Regions from separate parts of the Xenopus laevis genome. Here region 2 is linked to region 1. Evidence: chromatin contacts called from public Hi-C data. All regions are on one chromosome and are shown on one strand. Each heading gives the region's core, a stretch centred on a gene start, on an enhancer-like site or on the middle of the called end of the contact. The rest is flanking DNA. Distances are from core to core; before and after follow the strand shown.

Evidence for each region. A called contact is a pair of places that touch in the nucleus more often than the background predicts.
Region 2: a Hi-C map of the XTC cell line shows a contact between it and region 1, with 2.2 times the contacts expected there. The contact joins two enhancer-like sites. A contact is called at or near these places in 2 of 4 Hi-C or Micro-C datasets (the XL177 cell line and the XTC cell line).

What each region holds. Positions count from the first base shown.
Region 1 is chr7L:91,765,447-91,771,546 of Xenopus_laevis_v10.1, forward strand. No RefSeq gene overlaps it. Among protein-coding and RNA genes, the nearest start is that of LOC108696531, 21 kb to the left of the region's middle. Within about 2 kb of position 2,370, at least 1 of the 7 cell types and tissues checked has an H3K27ac peak or open chromatin away from gene starts, as enhancers often do.
Region 2 is chr7L:91,849,790-91,855,889 of Xenopus_laevis_v10.1, forward strand. No RefSeq gene overlaps it. Among protein-coding and RNA genes, the nearest start is that of LOC494667, 30 kb to the left of the region's middle. Within about 2 kb of position 3,837, at least 4 of the 7 cell types and tissues checked have an H3K27ac peak or open chromatin away from gene starts, as enhancers often do.

The sequences.
Region 1 (6,100 bases), core at 1,120-3,619:
TACTTACACTAAATAAATTATTTAAAACTTTGTTGCATTCAGTCTTGGAATTCACAATCATATCAAGCAGGCAGCAGCCATTTTGTGGACACTGTTATTAAAGGGGTTGTTCACCTTTGAATTAACTTTTAGTATGATGTAGAGAGGGGCATTCTGAGACAATTTGCAATTGTTTTTCATTTCCAAATTACCCTAGCAACCATGCATTGATTTGAATGAGAGACTGGAATATGACTAGGGGGGCCTGAATAGAAAGCAGAACAACAAAAAGTAGCAATAGCAATACATCTGTAGCCTTACAGAGCATTTGTTCTTTAGATGGGGTCAGTGAAAGAGTCAGAAGACGGCAAATAATTAAAAAAACATTAAAAAAACAATGAAGACCAATTGAAAAACTGCCCAGAATTGGCCATTCTATAATATATTAAAGGTTAACATGGGGTGGACCCCCCCTTTAAGGCAAGCTTTCATGTCAACATCTTGTTTATGTGGGATCTGATGCCCATGCTACACAATTAGATGTTGAGGAGAGAGGGGGAATGTGAGGAGGACATCTAGGAAATGCAGATTGGTAAGTGGACAGAACGTCTGTCCTGCCTCTAGGAGATTTTTAAATATGTTTATAACAGGAATGGATGTTTTAATAAAAAAGAATTTGGGTTTCATGTTTAACTTAAAAAGGGCTTTTATTATACAGCTTTTTATGTCTGGATGACAGGTCCCCTTTAATCCACAAAACCATTATCCAGAATGTTCCAAAATATATTTTCTTTCACAATACAGTACGATAAAAAAATATTTATTCTTGTTCTCTGCAATAACACAGTACTTGGTTATTAAACAAGCATAAATTAACACTGATTAAAAAAACATCAGCATTGTTTTGCTAACGCTTAAATGTAGGTTTGATGTCAGCTGGGGCAGATTGTGAAATCCCCTGGGGCAGGGACTGATGTGAATGATGTATAATCTCTGAAAAGTGCTGTAGAATATGCTTGCTGTATACACAGCAATACATGTGTATAATTAGTATTCTGCTTTACATTATGGAAAGATTCATCTGTAAAAAATCCCAAGTATCTAGCATTCCAGATAATGTATTTCCTACCTAGAATATTTCTAAGGGTTAATATAAAAGTCAAAGGCATCAACCAGTCCAGGAACAGCCTATTGCACAGCTTTTTTTTTTCAGTTGTCGTTAGGACAAGTTCAAGAATTGTCTCTACGGGGATCATCCCGTATTCCTTTTACATCACAGCATATACAGGTATGAGACCTGTTATCCAGAATGCTCAGGGCCTGGGGTTTTCCAGATAAAAGATCATTCCGTAATTTGGATCTTCACATCTTAAAGGGATACTGTCATGGGAAAAAAAAATTTTTTCAAAATGAATCAGTTAATAGTGTTGCTCCAGCAGAACTCTGCACTGAAATCCATTTCTCAAAAGAGCAAACAGATTTTTTTTATATTCAATTTTGAATTCTGACATGGGGCTAGACATATTGTCAATTTCCCAGCTGCCCCAAGTCATGTGACTTGTGCTCTGATAAACTTCAATCACTCTTTACTGCAGTACTGCAAGTTGGAGTGATATCATCCGTCTCCCTTTCCCCCCCAGCAGCCAAACAAAAGAACAATGGGAAGGTAACCAGATAACAGCTCCCTAGAAAAGCATGTAAACATTAAATACACCCAATAGGCTGGTTTTGCTTCCTATAAGGATTAATTATATCTTAGATTGGATCAAGTACAAGATACTGTTTTATAATCACAGAGAAAAAGGAAATCATTTTTTATCATTTGGATTAAATGAAGTCTATGAAGGACGGCCATTCCGTAATTTGGACCTTTCTGGATAACGGGTTTCTGGATAACATACCTGTATATCCTTCTAAATGCAGCGAGGGGGAAACTGCTAGCACTATATGATTGCATTTTATATAAAATAGCACATTTTAAAGCTAAAGAAAAAAGTAATATAAACTATACGCATAGAATGTGATAGCATGAAGGAATATATTCTAGAATCTCCGGTAAATGATTCTTAGGCTGGACCAACAAAGAGATGGCAACCTTTCAAGCTGCTAGCTATATCTAATGAATGTTTGGTCTACCAGAGCTTTTCTAATAGAAACATGTCTTGATGGCTTATCTCGGAGGACACGCCTGGTCACAAAGGGCCAGCAGCTTGATTGAGCGCAGTAATGGAAGGCAGGGAATGAGAAGGCTTGGTTAAGGCTGCTATAATAGATCAGTGTGTTCACTCAAGTGTGAGTCCAGGCAGAAAGATGATGCTTTGGCTATTAAAACTGGCTGCTCACAGAGCAAAGCCCTTCATTGTGCCAGCACACAAAGCAAGCGGCTTGGATGTGTATTTAACGTCAGCATGGGGAAGTCAGACCTCAGGATTCGGTTCTTGCAGAACCCCCCCCCCCCCGCGCTCATCTTGTACATTACCTATTACAGAAGCTTAACGCTTATATCATAGAGTGCAAGTTTCTCATGAGGACCAGGAAATGAACTACAATTTTTTTCAATCAATTTTCTTTGCAGAACAGAACTATACTAAGTTGGAATGGATTCTTGGGTAGCCAGTGCACAAGAAATATGCTGCAAAGGTGGCTACCAAAAGAGGATAGTTTACCCTGAGTCTAGTTTAAGGGTGGTGGCAGACGGGGAGATTAGTCGCCCAGCTACTGTGGGCAACTAAACTCCCCAAAATTTCTTGTGACGCAACTTTGGGCACCTTCGGAAATCCAAAGCGATTCGTATGCCATCCCGCCTGCGTTTTGGGGAGATTACTTGCCGCAGTAGAGACAATTTGTTGCTGGGCGACAAATCTCCCCATCTGCCACCACTTTCAAACAGTGATTAATAGCTTCCCTCAATAACTCAGAACCCAACATAAGATTATAACCCCAGTTCCATCAGAGAGAGCAAAACACACAAGATCTGGATGATACAAAGTATCTTTATAAGACTGAATGCCATTAGTTCCCAGCATAATCTGTATGACAAAGGCATGTGTATATTAGGAGATCTCACAGTTAATGATTGTAAGGAAAGATAAAGGAGACAAGTAACTTTTTCAAGATGGAATTCAATATTTGTGACAAATGAAAGGTTCCAGAAAGCAATGACAAACCTATTCTCCATAAACTCCTCTCTCTGCACCTGTAATCAGTAATGAGATTGAACGAAGCACAGAATTCCCTCTGGCACTAGCACAGCCAGGTGCTTCATAAGGGCTAATAGGTTGTTTTCATTTGTGGATGCAAATTTGCCTCTGCAAAAATAGACCTGCCTCACCCTGGGGGCATATCTAAACCAACACAATGTAGCAAGTAACACACACCAGCTAGTCCCTATCATGCGTTACAGGGACGAAAGCAGAGGGACCACTGCTAATCTCTACACCCATGCAATATAGTACATTTCAGCTTCAGGTTAAAATAGGATGAAATGAAGATCTACATTTGTTTTTCAAGTAGGCTCCTGCTTTATGCAAGTTCTTGTTGCTTCGAACGCCTACCTTAGTACTCCATACTGCTATATTTATCCCAAAGCATCCACTTTCAGCCTTTTAGTGGAATCTCTCAAATCAAGCAAACATCAGAATGCACTTGAACCACCAGAAAATACCAGCTAAGGTCTGTGCTTTGCATGTCTGTATTACAAAGGTTGTCTTTTTTTGTCTGATACACCAGTTACCTGTTTTTCATAAACTATTTTTTTCTATTTAAACTTCTTTTCTTACCTTGAATGAGTTAACAGAAGAAAGCTAAAGTAAAAAACAGTGATTTTTTTCAGCTTTAAAGGCAGTGCACGGGCAGAATAGCACATTACTCTACCACATCAATGTCACTTGCTCCAAATAATTTGCACCTCCCAAACAGGACAGTTGTGCAGCAGTGTTGATAGCAGTCATCTCTAGCCAAATCGTTTGAATGCCAGTTACTGGTGGGTAGGCGTATAGTGCTGAAATGCCAACCTTCTCATCCTAGGCCAGTGCACATGCTACCTGGTTTCAGATCATCAACATCCAAGATGGCATTGCCAACACTCTATAGTTGAATTGGCATTATAGAGTACCATCAGAATGAATACTTAACCAACATAGATTTTACATCAAATTGACCTATTAAAAAATGTTACCAAACTGGGGGGGTGGGGGGACGGTGTAAAAAAAATGAAATTTTACCAGAATATAGGTAATCATGCAACATTTTGATTCTCACAGTGACATCATATCCTATTTAACATGTCCCATAACATAGAGACACCTACTTCTTACATGGTATCAAATATTTTACATACATAAATATTAGTATTAGTTCCATAGTTTCTCTCCTATCGTATTATATCCATACTATATAGGTATCGCATAATATAAGTCATTTCGTAAAATGTGTCTAATCTCATACATTAGTTCTGTCTTACTCCAAAACCATTTAAATAAACGCATAAAGATTATATTCTCTATTGAGTCCTTTTGGATGCAGCGTCTGTAGAGTATGCATCCAAAATTTCTCCCTCTTTTGGAGTTGTAGGATCCTGTTGGGGGGCAACAGACTCCAACACAAGAAATCTGAAAGAGTCAAATTCACCCATCTCTAATTATGATCTTTCCTGGAAAGATATTTTCCAGGAAAGATTGTTTCAATACACACGTGTAGAGCTGAATCGTCAGATATACAGGTAGAAACAATAGAATCTACCTGTATCTGATGTTTCAGCACTAATAATGGCCGATGTTCAGGTGCCTTCAAAGCCTCTCAATCAAAATTTTCTGCCTGGGCCGATGGACGAGCTGAGCGATATCCAAGTATTTTGCCGATATAAAAGTCTGCTCGCCTCCCCCCATCCACACACCGAATATCATACGAAAATGTGTTTCGTATGATATTATTGGTACGTCTATGGCCACCTTAACAGGAAGAAAGTTGGTAGTAAAAGGCAAGGGCTCTGTCCATTCAGTGGCTGATGTAACCTAGCATGCTGGTTTGAGTATAAGAACAAGTTGAATTGTATGAGCCAGATGGGCAGCCTAGTACTTAAAACAGCAGTTTTTTTATATTTAGGATTACCCAATGGCACATACAACTAGAACAGAATATTTTCATAAAAACGGTTTAATTAAAGCAGTTTGATGCAATATACTTTTAGAGAGACCTGCAGTGTTCAGGGGTATTGTTTCCCTTTAAATTACTTTCAACAATGCTCACTGTTTGCACAAATATGACATTTTGTTTTGAATACAAATAAAGGACTTAATTATATACGATTTTTAGGATTTTCACTCATACATAAGTTGGGGCCTTTATGGGTACATATTAGGGTTTTTTTTTCAATTGGGATGCACCAAACATTATATTTTTTTGTTTTGGTGAACCCAAATCCTGTTTGGTGTATTCAAGTAAATGTGCTCATGGAGTCCAGCCTGCTTGTGGATCTGTACTCATGGAAGCAGACACCAATAATGGATCCTATGGGTGCAGGCCTTGGGGGCAGACTAGAATCACTTAAAGGGGTGATTCACCTTTGTTAAGCACTGCTGATAATACTTTAAATAACATTCCGTCAAGCTTGTTAAAGCAGTTTTTGATTCCATTTGAGATCTACATAGCTGAAAGTGCCTGTTAAAACAAACACGAGTCTGCAAAACTTTCAAGGAGGCTTTGCTGGAAGATTTGGAGTGGGAGGAGCATATTGCTATAGTGTGGGGACATCACAGTACTGGCATTGCTTTACTCTACTCTAATTGTACTTTCCCTCCCTATTGACTATATGTATCCAGTTTACTATAAACATTTGCTCTCATACTGCTAAAACTTTGGGAATGTAAAAGTGAAATTCGGCTGCAAGGACTGTGAAACAGAGCCTGTGTAATAAACTAAAGTCCGACATCTGTGCTTACTTTTACACTTATCTGTATGTGCCCCCCCCAGCGTGTATCGCACAGGGAATCAGTCTGCTTGTTTGCTCCTGCTCTTTTACGATCGGATTATCAACACACTTATCAGCTTCAGTTATTTGTCTCCCCATCCTGAAGGTATTGCTGCATTGCTGAAAACAACAGACTCTATTGTTTATTTAGTT
Region 2 (6,100 bases), core at 2,587-5,086, 86 kb after region 1:
CCTGCTTTATTTCCACAAGTTCACCAGATATCAATGACATTGCCTTAGGGCAATGGCACACAAGCATACAGCTAGTCTGCCACATATTCAGAAACTCAATGATGATTCTCAGAGGGCACATACATACAGGCACAGTGTACAGGGCATTTTAGCTGTGTTTCAGTATCACAAACAGTCTCCCAGCTTACTAAAGAAAGTCATTTATCACATACACCAGTTTGGTGGAAATTCACTGCAATCAGAAAAACCGTCACAGCTTCTGTGAACTGTGTCTCTTCCAAATGACCTGCAACTTAATTTTCCATCACCTATTGAGGCCAATGGCACAACAGATATTCAGGCCAAAATTGTGATCAGGCGCAAAATCACAATGGTCAAAACAACCTGGATCACCTAATCCCAGAAACAAATAGTAACGGATCTACATTGGATTCAACTCTTCCAAAAACAGAAAATTATCAATAGCCACTATCCTAAGAACATTTACATTGATATATTCAGCTCCAGGTCAAACATGGCACTAAATAGCAATAGCTGAAGCATCAATTTCAGCATCAAGCACAACAACAAAAAGGGGGGTGGATACCAGTTAATTTTATCAAACAATCAGATCTGACATTCGTGTGCTGCCTGCCAAGATCGGGCATGATCAGAATACAATAGGTACTCAAGTGCTTTGGACTCCAAACCAACATTCTTTGGTTCCCCTTTAACCACTTCAAGTTCAACAAGGCCATTGAGAGCAGTCTTAGTCTCCCAGAGGGGGTGATTTATAGTATAATGAACTTTGCAAATGTCTTGTGAGAAATTAAGTGTCAAATATTTGCAAAAATCGCATTAGCCTAGGGCATGTACACTGGACTGAGGCCAAGAATTGTGGGTGGTATTAGAAGTAGGGTAGATGGCAGGTAAATGCTAGAGCTACATGTTCTTTAGTGCCAAAGCAACTTTACACAACACTTGTTTCCTCAAGAGGCAAAAGAGTCACATGAACACACCAGCAGTACAAATTCCACAAACTGGAATATGTTGGAGTAAGGGCATATACATATACTATGATCTTTTTACCTATAAGCGCATTACTGATTACAACATGGATAAGAGCATTGCAGGCAGAAATATTGTGCACCCCACATCCAAGGGCCATATACTAGTGTAGAAAATGTTGGTGAAATTGGAGTACAAATTTATATCCATGAGGTTCCTAGGAACACCACCCCAAGGGCATCCCCAAACTTATTATTATGCATTAGTCATATTTATCCCCACCCCCTCCATATCCAAACAGCAGCTGCTTCTGGTGATGGTCTCTACTTAAAACCAAGGAGAGCAGAGAACAACCAGCTCTTTGACAAAAGCCACATGACTACATTTCTTCTGTAGGAACTTGCACATAAATCAGTTTATATTATAGCTCTCGCACTAAAGTCACCAGCATATCTTGCCAGTATTGCAAACTTCTCTATAACTGGTCCAAGTACACTGAGCTGTGCCAAGTATCTTGACCTCCGCACACCAACTGGGTTACTTAGAAAGGGGGCAGGTGGTACCCATGGTGCTTGCCCAGAAGGATCATCCCTTCAGCCTAAACGATAACTGAATAAGCCCAAATCAGATACTGATTGAGAAGGTAATCATGTAAAGAAACTTCCAGTTAACCTCTGGACACCCAGCAGCCAATTAAAATACTTCACGCATACATAGCTCCTGGGCGAAACGAATGTACCTCTATAGTCACAAGACTGCGATACATCCGACAAAACAAAATCATCCTAACAGCATATACTTAGAATTTAGGAGCAAAATGTTCAAGTAACAGCATGCAAATTGGAAAGCAGACTTGAATTATCACTTTAAAAAGCAAGCAATTTCCTTTTTTATTGGCCTAACTACAAATAGACAAAAGGGGTTAGGAAACACACTGCCCACTATTTAAATGCTTATTAAATCTCTTGCATTTTATAGCCAAGCTTACTCCATCCATAAGCAGTTGGGGGAAAAGCTAGCCAAAGAATTTCAGCACAACGACTTTTTATTGGGCCAGAATAAGCACTCAAAAACAAGACTGTTCCAATTGGCAAGAAATTATCTGTTAGCATAGTGAACAATCTAGAACCGCTCTACACATCAACAGATCTGGACTAAGGATATTGATTTAGCTTTTATAAATGTCAAATACCAATGGTTATGGTAGAAAACACACACACACAGCTGGCTATGAGCAATGATTTATGGACAAATCCAACCAGCTTAAACAGCGATGACTCAACAGATATCAACAGTCTTCCTTTATTTAGAGGTGTAGGGTAATGGGATAACTGCTAGAGGTTCAGCAATTTCAAGTCAACCATGTTGGTTTCCCAGCAAAGCCTCTGGGGGTGGGGGTTACCATACCAGAAGGCAGTCCTCAGTGTAGGGGATAAGTAATCTGTGCAACTCAAGATGACGCAAGACTACAAATCCCAGCATTCTTCTGTAGTTCTTTATCACCTGCTGCACCAAGACGACGTTTCTGTGCACTAGTAACTATGCATCACAAGTCTCATTGCAGATTACTCTAAATACTATTTATCATATCCGTTTGTATGCCCTTTGCAAAGGAAACCCATTACACTGCTCGGTCAATAAGAGAAGCCACATTATGCAACGGCTGAAAAGCTGGTCTTACAAAAGGTTTTCTAAATGCATAGAAAGTGGGGAGGGGAGTGTGTGATTGCAACGGAGAGCATGCTCTGAGTAAACATTACAGCCTCCCAGCAATACTGTTCCACATGAAAGGCATTCCAAGGGACACTCCTGCACTTGGGCCATTAGGGAAAGGCTAAGGGAGGACAGGAAGGCACCCAGCAGACTCAAGTCCAAATCTGGGATAGCTGTGCACACATTGAGGCTGGTATGGACACATTTTTGGCTAAGAAACTGCCCAGTGTGCACATTCCCAGCAGGTAAGGAACCCAAACAGAGACGTTATCCATATCCCAAGGAAATGGAAAGCGGCAGGAGGAACTGAATTTACAATTTAACTGCCAACTATGGTGGCTTGATAGATTATACAATTTAGTGCTAACGACTCCAATGTATTTGAGAAATACAAGCCCACAGCAAGTCAAGTCCAAAAGCAAGATGGATGGACTAAACTGTATGTTCTCTTGTAATCACATACAGTCACTCAAGTAGGAGAGTCACATGGGGCTTAGAAATAAAATCACAGTAATTAAAAAAAGTCAAGCTGAAGCTCTCCAGCTCTTGCAGAACCAGAACTCCCATCATGTAACAACTGGGGATGTAGGAAGTTGTAGTTTATGTACAGTTGGAGAGCCACAGCTTTAACAAGCAACAACATCCCAAATGCAATCCCTGGACAGAGAAACGAATGAAGGAGGAGAGGGGGCTCACCACTTGCCTGCGAGCCGAGCTGCGTCCAACCTGAGAAGTCCAGATAAGTCCGGGAGCTGCGGCCCGCTCCTCGCTGCTCCCCATGGAGGGAGACCCCGGCACTGGGGGAGGAGGGAATAGGCAAAACACAGACGATCCCAGCAGATTGCGTGGCCGATCACAAAAGCCCTAAAGAGGGGCGCCGAGGGTTAATCCACATGGAGCGATCGGAGGGGAGCAAACAGATGCACGTGCTGAACAAAAGGCTCCCCCCCTCCTATGTTTATGGAGGATCCCGGGACCTCGGTGCCACTGCTGCCCTTCCGCCTCTTGTCCCCACATGCACGCTGCTGCCCTGCTCCCTCCTCCTTCTCAGCTGTTCAGCAGACACTTCCACATGCCTGATCCAGACTCACCAGTACACCAGACAGCAGCAGCCAGGGGGAGGGGGAGAGCCCTCCTTCTCTTCTAAACTGAGACAACAGGCAGAGCAGGCAGGAAGAGCCGGAGTGGATCTGGCTCGGGTGCCCCCTCCCTCTCGGAGATGGTAGCTCCCGCTCTAAAGCGTGTGCCCAGCTAAAGTGAGGCATCTGCCGGCACAAGGAGAGAACCGGACGTAGAGTGAGTGGAGATTTCAGTCCAAGCCTAGGATGGCGCCAGAGAGGAGTTAGGGACAAGCCACTGAATCTCCAGCGTCAAACACCCCTCATTTGTGTTTGAGACATGCGGTCCAAGCACTTCAGGCTCTGTACCACTCAGATTTTGCAGCCAATGCAGCAGTCTGTACTACCAGCAATAAGCCTCATCACACATGTCTCAGTGCACTTGTACCAGACAACTATTCTGCTCTGCACTAAACTATTTTTAAGTTTTCCCTCATTTTTCACTGTTTATTTGTGGTCCCTCCACTATACAATGCATAATTAGTTTTCCTGATTTTACATTATTTTTTTCTGGTCCCTGGAAAAACATAAAATGGGGGTTTTACTGTATATGTTTAAATGCAGTCAAAGGACCCAACAGTGCCGGGCCAAGCCAGCAGAGAACTCTGGGCAACCTGGCCAACTATGTTGCCTCCCTCCTCCTGTGCACTTGTTTATATGTGAGGGAACATGGGTGGAGAGAGCAATTGCACGCCGACCATCACAAACGATGTTACTATGGTGGGGGACACAAGGGCCCAACCTAGGGGAAGGTGCACTAGGCACACACCTCTTCTGCTGTGGACCCTGACCTGCGATAGCTCTGTATCCCCAGCAGCATGTATTCACCCTAAGAAACTGGTATCAAGCTGAGTGTCAAGCAGTGGCTGTGCCCCCTAGCCATGAGATCCAGTCTGTGTAACCCAAAAGTTATCAAACTGCAATCTAACTACACCTGAATCAAAGACCCCCATGTAGACCATATGTAGTCCATATGTTTCACACGTGAAATCAATCTGCACCACCCATAGCATGTAGCCTATGTATACTATTCACTCCCCATCACATGGATTCAATCTATAAAACCAGAAATATGCCACCTAAGTCAACATATCAAACATCCACAAAATGCCCTTGGTGTACCACCTACCATGGGGCCAATTTGTACGAACATGAAATATATCAACCCCACCTTATTGTACACCACCTGGTGTTCCCCTGTTTTTTGTAACCAGTATGTATCACTAAAGTTAGGCACTCTATGAATCATCACCATGACTCAGTACCAGCCTACATCACACTGAACATGCAATCCACATGTCCCAGCAACCCCAGGGAAGCAGCCTGCATCAAGCAGTACATGTACGTCAATCCCTGCTGCTAGTATTTCAAATGTATTACTTAAAGCAAGAAGTCTAAGCATCCCATTCTGAGGGCAGTATACTCGGGAATGACCAACACAGCAGTTCCATCGTGCCAGTTGGACAAACAGATTTCATTTGAATTACATCACCATTAAAAAGGGCCAAAACATGTTGTCTGGCAGATAACCTATTATCACAGAACCCAAAGAGTTGCATGTAGCAAACACTCACACCAGGCAACTGCTCTTTATCACCCAAATTATACACTGTGTCCCCAACAGCAAACAAACAACCAAACAGTGGCATTGCATGTCAAGCTATCATTTACAAAGGCAAAGAATAAGATCTGAATAAACATAACAGTTGAAGATCTATACAGGTGCTAGCAAAGTTCAGAAAACAACATTGTACATTGGCCCTACCAATTTTATATACTCACAGCTGTATACAAGTCTCACCAGCTAAATAGTCACCAGGGAATTGCACAACAGTCAAATAAATCTTAGGTTAGTAGAGGAGGACAGGCACTAAATGAAAGTGCTAAGGGGAACTGCACATGGAAATTCATTCTCTAACACCAGTGATTGACTTTTACAGTTCAAGCAACCGAGGCCCCAGGTGCTCCAAACTTTAGCTAGGACCTCCATCCTTTGGTCAGTCATCCACAGCTACAAATGAAGTCTAGGCCCCCTACAAACACATTGACAGACTCGAACTTTGGGAACTACTTACGGGGATATACAAAAAGAGACATTTTTTAATTAAAGGGCATATTAATTATGTGGTGTAAAAAACGTCAAGATAAAACACCACATAATCACCAGGCCTCGCCGTGTAAAAAACGTAATTTTTACGCATTTTTTCTTAAGAGTGACTTTCACTGGAAGCAAAATAAAATAAAAGCGGCAGATCTGGTATTCGCATGGTGTATAGTAAAAC